2 separate regions of the Danio rerio genome follow, and region 2 is linked to region 1. Evidence: chromatin contacts called from public Hi-C data. All regions are on one chromosome and are shown on one strand. Each heading gives the region's core, a stretch centred on a gene start, on an enhancer-like site or on the middle of the called end of the contact. The rest is flanking DNA. Distances are from core to core; before and after follow the strand shown.

What was found. Hi-C and Micro-C count contacts between places; a contact is called where the count stands out from the background.
Region 2: a Hi-C map of embryo shows a contact between it and region 1, with 3 times the contacts expected there. The contact joins the promoter of grem1b here to the enhancer-like site in region 1. A contact is called at or near these places in 4 of 18 Hi-C or Micro-C datasets (caudal fin, embryo, hematopoietic stem cells and 1 more) and 1 of 4 datasets of contacts at active chromatin or transcription factors (caudal fin).

Annotation. Positions count from the first base shown.
Region 1 is chr17:1,240,377-1,244,063 of GRCz12tu, reverse strand. It overlaps LOC100148950 (formin), which reads right to left. Exons shown (of 22, transcript XR_012393130.1): 5 at 2,054-2,171; 6 at 1,913-1,974. Among named protein-coding and RNA genes, the nearest start is that of grem1b, 110 kb to the left of the region's middle. Within about 2 kb of position 1,878, at least 7 of the 62 cell types and tissues checked have an H3K27ac peak or open chromatin away from gene starts, as enhancers often do.
Region 2 is chr17:1,349,342-1,353,028 of GRCz12tu, reverse strand. grem1b (gremlin 1b) reads left to right here and starts at 1,853. Exons shown (of 2, transcript XM_021467246.3): 1 at 1,853-1,974. The coding sequence starts at 1,908. It overlaps LOC141378487 (a long non-coding RNA gene), which reads right to left and starts at 539. Exons shown (of 3, transcript XR_012393145.1): 1 at 327-539.

The DNA.
Region 1 (3,687 bases), core at 629-3,128:
TTTAATTATTATTTTTTTTTATTTTAATTTGCCCATGAAATTCTTTTTAAAATATTTTTCACAGTACTTCCTTAAATATTTCTTCTTCTGCAGAAAGTCTGATTTGTTTTATTTCGATTAGAATAAAAGCAGTTTTTAATTGTTTTTAGAGCCATTTTAAGGTCAATATTATTCGCCCCTTCAGCAATATTAGTGTTGGATTGTCTCCAGAATAAACCACTGTTATACAATAACTTGCCTAATTACCCTAACTTTACCCTAATTACCCTAGTGAAGCCTTTACATCTCACTTTAAGCTGAATTCTAGTGTCTTGAAGAATATCTAGTCTAATATTATTTACTGTCATCAAGGCAAAGAGAAAAGAAAATTAGTTATTAAAGATGAGTTATTAACACTATTGATTAGAAATGTGTTGGAAAAATCTTTGTTAAACAGAAATTGGGAGGAAATAGTTACAATTTAACAGGAGGGCGAATAATTCTGACATCAGCTGTATATAGAATTATTTTTCCTCCTGATATAATTTTATTCTTTTATTTTATATATATATATATATATATATATATATATATATATATATATATATATATATATATATATATAAAAATATATGGTCTTCTGCTGCTGTAGCCCATCCGCCTCAAGGTTGGACGTGTTGTGTGTTCAGAGATGCTCTTCTGCAGAGCTCGGTTGTAACGAGTGCTTATTTGAGTTACTGTCGCCTTTCTATCAGCTGGAACCAGTCTGGCCATTCTCCTCTGACCTCTGGCATCAACAAGGCATTTGCGCCCACAGAACTGCCGCTCACTGGATATTTCCTCTTTGTCGGAGCATTCTCTGTAAACCCTAGAGATGGTTGTGCGTGAAAATCCCAGTAGATCAGCAGTTTCTGAAATACTCAGAGCAGCCCGTCTGGCAGCAACAACCATGCCACGATGGTCAAAGTCTCTTAAATCCCCTTTCTTCCCCATTCTGATGCTCACTCTGAACTGCAGCAGATCCTCTTGATCATGTCTACATGCCTAAATGCAGTGAGCTGCTGTCATGTGATTGGCTGATTAGAAATTTGCATTAACAAGCAGTTGGACAGGTGTACCTAATAAAATGGCCGGTAAGTGTATGTTTATATATATATATTTTTTTTATTATTATTTTACTTTGAACAATATAAGTTAGTCCTTATGGTTTGAATGCCAATGTTATTATATTTAACTAAAACAAGGATACGTGTTCATCTACATGTCACCACCATTATTAAACCTCTGATTATGTTGCTGAAGCACGAGTGTATGAACAACAGCATTATAGAGTCTCTCATGACCTCTAGTGTTTTCTGTCACACTGTAAATAATATCTGTAAATTAGCAGTTTTCCGTATTTTATGATTCATGTTTTTATCCCCCCCTGTTTATTTCTGGTTCTGAATTGCATTATGGGATCCTGAGCTTTCTTTCTTTCAACTTTTAACCTTGTAAAGTGTGTAAAAGTGTCTTTCCTGCTCGTGTGTAATAGTCTGCAGTGCTTAATTTTTCTGTGTTGGTGTTGTACATTACGCTACAGAAACCTAGTAATAAACTGCAGCATGTTCTGTTATTTCACACACTTATTTCTCTACATATTATTTCTTATACACTATATTAATACAAACTACTAAAATGTCAATAAATGTCACTTTATTAAACTGTAGAGTTGAATTTACAACAACAGAAGTAAACAGAGCAGAGATCAACATCCCATAATGCAATTCACAACCCAAAATAAACACTTGGGAATCACAAAAAACAGAAAGTGTTCATTAACAGATGTTTTACAGTGCAGAAGTGCAGCTAAAACACAAGTGTATGAACACTCATTATAGCGTCTCTCATGACCTCTAGTGTTTCCTGTCAGTACTGCAGCTCTTCCACTCACCTGCAGTTTCTCCAGCTCCTCTTTACTCTCTCTCTTCAGCTGAAGGAGCGCGGCCTGATGCTCTGACAAAACACAAAGCAATACACTAAATTGTAAAATAAAATACAATAATAATAAGCAGTAATAAGTAAATCATCTCACCTGCTTCAGTGTAACGCAGTCCCACCTTCTCCTCGGCGGCCTCTTTAGGTGGAGGCCAGACAGCCTGCAGACGTCCAGGCGTTCGGTCTTCGCCATCGGATGGAGACGTGACTTCAGACTGAGTGCAAACACACAGACAGAGCATGTGCAGAGGTTAACCAGAGGAGAATAAATAAATCCCACAGTTGCATTAGTTATGAGCTGCATTTAGCACTTCATAACTACTGTATAACCAGTGCTGGACAGTAACTACTTGGGAACGGTGGGTGGGGAAAAGCAGCTCATTTGCATTTCTCATCATGTGAAGAGCGAGGAGGGATCCAGGGGTGAGAAGGATGCGCGACTTATGTGAGGACCGGGAGGGAGACGCGCTGTTTCCGGGAGATTATCACTCGTTCGCGGGCATTATGAGTCCCGCAAATGCATAGAGACTCCCGGAAGACTTGGGATGTCTGAATATCACGTTTAACAACTATAGTGGGACGCGATCCAGCAGTACATCCTTCATCAACTGTCCCACGTGCACTGCTCTCTGGAGCTCAGAGGAGCGCATGACAGTGTGTGGATGGGTGTGTGAGGCTGTGTGTGTGTGTGGTCATGTGATGTGTGTTTTCAGCAGACAGGAGGGCTGTTCAGAAATGCTAGGTAAAACACGGTGTGGATGTGGATCATTTTCGTTCTAAAAGTGTGTGTATTTTTCATGAGCGGGTTTGCGACGGGTCGGGGCGGAGGATCGGCGATGCTGGCTCAGCATTGTGCTGTCTATTGGCCATTGCCGATGGATGATGGCATCGTCTATCGGCCCAACCCCAATCTTACATCTTGTAAAAGGGGTAAAATAGGTGCCTGTTTTCAGTTTTATACAAAGGTTATTATACTGCAGTTCTGATACAGATAAAGATTATTGTGCTTCCTTGTTTAATGATTATCTTATTAACGCGCCACTTTTGCCATTACGAGCTCACTCACTCAGCCTAAGAGTAAGAGTCAGGCATGTTTGCATTTTCATCAAGCTTTCATTGACATATTTACTTTTGCTCATGAGAAATTTACTGAAGTATGGACCTCGGTGATCTTATATTCTTTAGTGGAAAGTAGAGCTGCACGATACTGGAGAAATCTGTGATATTGCAGTTGAATATTGCGATAATATTTCTCACAATATACCATTTCCCAAGAAAAATACAATTTTTAATTAGCTAAATGATTCATTTATTTAATGATATTAAAATAAAGAGGTAAAAGACATTTTTCGCATCCAATTAATTCCAATTCAGACTAAAAAACTGTCAAACATTTAGGCTGTTTCTCAATATGCGTTCTTCAGCAGTCTTGCGTCCTCGTGTAACGTCATCATCAGCTGCCTAAGTTCAGTTCCAATACTCAAGACTGCAAGTACGAAGAACGTGTGAAACTTCGATCTTGATATCGAGGACGCATGGATGCAGACTTAAGCACCGAACTCGCTCGGGAAGTCCCAGAAGTCATTGCGACTGGAGGTGGGAAGCGCAGCATTGTATTTAGGTTTATTATTAAAGTTTAGAGATGTAACTTATTTACCTCAGGAGTTTCCCTAAATGAAACGCTGAATATAAACATTACCATGAACATCTTAATAAAGGAATAAACACATT
Region 2 (3,687 bases), core at 604-3,103, 110 kb before region 1:
TTTTAAGCGTAGCTTTTCCTCATGAATCGTGTAATTATATGAGCAAAACCCAGAGCTGCAGTGTTTTATAAATGACAATGCGTTCATATTTGCGGTCGGTTGTTTTGTAGACAGAAAAGAGGATGAATGAAAAACACATGCTGAGAATAAACTGACGTAACACTCAAACTCTAAACAATTATGAACTGAATTAATGGCTCTGAATCAATCAAACAAGAGCAGATGTGTTGTTAGAAAGTGCGCTATGGCGAAATAAATCAATTGCAGCTTCGCTCTTTCTTTCGATTATACGGAAAAACAGTCCGATTCTGTCATTGTTTACTCACCTCATGCTGTTCTGTAAGCGAAAAACATCCCAGTCGCTCGTTTTCCGACGATTTTGACCAAAAACAACATCAGTTATCGTAAAAATGTTAATATGTGACGCTTGGCGCGCTATTGTGTGAAATTATAGTTTTGTATGAAACCGTTTTAGCCGTTACATTCAAACCTTCTTCAGTTTAAAATGGGCGCCGTTTTTCAACTGCAACTTGACCTCTATTGGTTCTCGTGTGTCACGTGACTAATTGTGCAAATGTTTGGGAGCAAAATAATATTTATCATAACTCGACATAACAAGTTTCAAAACTATCTTCAATTACATTCAATTATAAATAAAGGTGCCATTTAGATTTTAGAAAAAGGAATAAAGACTACTCATAATGTTCAAACCACCCCCGTGTGGTGTTTTTTAATAGTTTTAATATACAATTTTTCTTTAAACCTGAACTTATAACTGAACAATATTTAAATAATAGCTATATATTTAAAGTACACCCCTTAAAAAAGACAATTCTGACATAATGTATTCATTTTCCAGTTTATTCTATTGAACACAAAAGAAGATATTCTGAAGAATGTTGGAAATCATTGGTATTTTCTTTTAAATACTATGAATGTAAATGGCCACATATTTCCAGCATTCTTTATATCTTCATTTGTGTTCAACAATAGACAGAATCTCTAGTTTAAAACCACATGAGAATGAGTAAAAAATAAAGGGAATGTTCATTTTATTTGCTTAAACTGTCTTTTAAAATCATAAGATTGTGTAGAAAATCATAACAGCCTGGCAACATGGTGGCACAGTACGTAGTGCTGTTGCCTCACAGCAAGAAGGTCGCTGGTTTGAACCTCGGCTGAGTCAGTTGTCATTTTTGTGTGGAGTTTGCATGTTCTCCCCGTATATGCGTGGGTTTCCTCGAGGTGCTCCAGTTTCCCCCACAGTCCAAACACATGCACTAAAGGGGAATTGGGTACGCTATAAATTTGTCCGTAGTGTATGTGTGTAAATTTGAGTGTATGAGTGTTTCCCAGTGATGGGTTGCAGCTGGAAGGGCATCCGCTGCGTAAAACATATGCCGGATAAGTTGGCGGTTCATTCCGCAGTGGCGACCCCAGCTTAAAAAAGGGACTAAACTGAAAAGAAAAAGTTTATAAATATAAACAGCCCATTTAAATATAAGCACACACAAAATCAAAACAAACATAACATTAATTGAGCCTGAAACTTCTGTTTTACATTATAGGCTATATATTTTTCTTGTTTTATTATCTGGGACATGCCACTGACACATATATTCACACATCTGCATACAGTTGAAAATGCCAAAAAGCATAAATCCATCATAAACAACTTTATGATCAACATGCATGTTTTTTATATATGTTCCTGTTATGAATGACAGTAGAATGATGAAGTGTGTGATGCACAGACTGACGGAGCCTCCTCTCAGTGTGTGTGTGTGTGAGGGGGCGGACAGCTCTGATCCTCCAGCATTGTGTCTGGTGTGAGCGTGCAGAGATGTAATGCACATTTAAACAGCAGAGCGTCAGTGTGTGTGTGTGTGTCTGTCTGTCTATGGTCTATGGGACGCTTCACAGATCGTTTCTTCTCCAAGATCTCCACCAGCAGAAGCTCATCCACGCTGACAGGTGAGAGATCTTTACTGTGGTCTTCACTGCAGGTTTACATCTGTATTTATAAATTTGTTCAATGCTTTTATCTAAAGGGACTTACTTTGCACTCACTGTATAATGCAGACAAATGGGGATCGAACTCATGACCTGCTGACCAGCTGTACAAATGACAAAAAATACAACTGTATATTTAATTTATTTCATTTAAAATTAGTTATTTAAGTTACTAACGATATAACTCAAGATCTTACGATCATACTAGATCCATCATGGCTCTTAAAAACTAACTATACTCTGAAAGTTCTCTTTAGAAGGGGATATAGCCCAATGTTAGGTCAAAGATGGACCAAAAAACAACTATTTTATTAAAAAATGACATTTTAAATTAAACTGATAAAATGAACCAGTGGTTTTGTCTATATTTGACCTAATGTTGGGCTACAAAAACCTGTTTTTTAGACTAATATATGCATATTAATAATTGTTTTACTGGCATGCTTGGTTTGGGACTTGTGGAGCTGTGCATGGATGGATTTGCTCTTCAGTGTTTGGACTCTCAGTAGTGAATATTAAACCACACTGAACTGAACTAAACTGAACTCTAAAAACTGGACAAAGTTTCAGTTTACTAGAACTTCTGTGTTCAGCTGCTTTGACACAATCTACACCGTGGAATCGCTGGAGAAATACAGATGAATTGAATTATATGTTGTTTAATTTTTATATCAGTCTAAACATTAAAATGGAAACGGAGTGCAATAAATCCTTGACATTTTAGAACATGTACACTCCAAATAATGCTGAGTTATTTTAAACCAAAGCTGGGTCAAATATAGTAAAAAACACAGTGTTATTTTTTCAATTAATTCTGAATTAGAAATTTTAACACAATAGTTGACTCTAAAAGTGCATTTATATTGGGTCAAAGATAGACTAAAAACAACCATTGGTTTGGAAAATATCATTTTAAATTTAAGTGACAAAATTAACCCAATGTAGGTTAGTCCAATTGTTTTTAAACTTGAGTTTATGCATATTAGTAATAGTTTTTGCTGATTGAAGTTTGTTTAATAACTGTCAAAACATTAAAATGGAAAATAAAAAATGAAGTGCATGAAGTCTTTGACATTTTCAAAAATATAGACTAAAATGCTGAGTTATTTTAACCCAATGCTGGGTCAAATATGGACAAACCCAGCATGAGATTAGTTTTTTTAATTAACTTTGAATAACAAATTTGAACCCAATAGTTCACTCTAAAAGTGGATTTATGTTGGGTCAAAGATGGACAAAAAACAACCAATGAGTTAAAAAATTTATTTTAAAAAGAATTGACCATATTAACCCAATGTAAAGTTTGTCCAATCAAAACATTAAGATGGAAAATAAAAGTGCATGAACATTTTCATTTTCAAAACGCTGAGTTATTTAATCAAATCAAATAGATCAATCAAATAGAGTCAAACCCAGCAATAGGTAAGTTGTTTTCAAATACAATTTAATTACATATTTTAAACAAATAATTGTGCTTGTCCATATTTGACCCAATGCTGGGTTAAAACAACACTGAGTGCAAATTAATTTCAAAAATAAATCCATTCATCCATATTTAGATTAAACCTGCTTATTCAATGCTGATTTGCAGTTATTTTCAATAAAAATTAAAACAAACGTTTAGACTATAATAATAGATCTTGTTAAATAATGTAATGTTCATTTATAGATCAG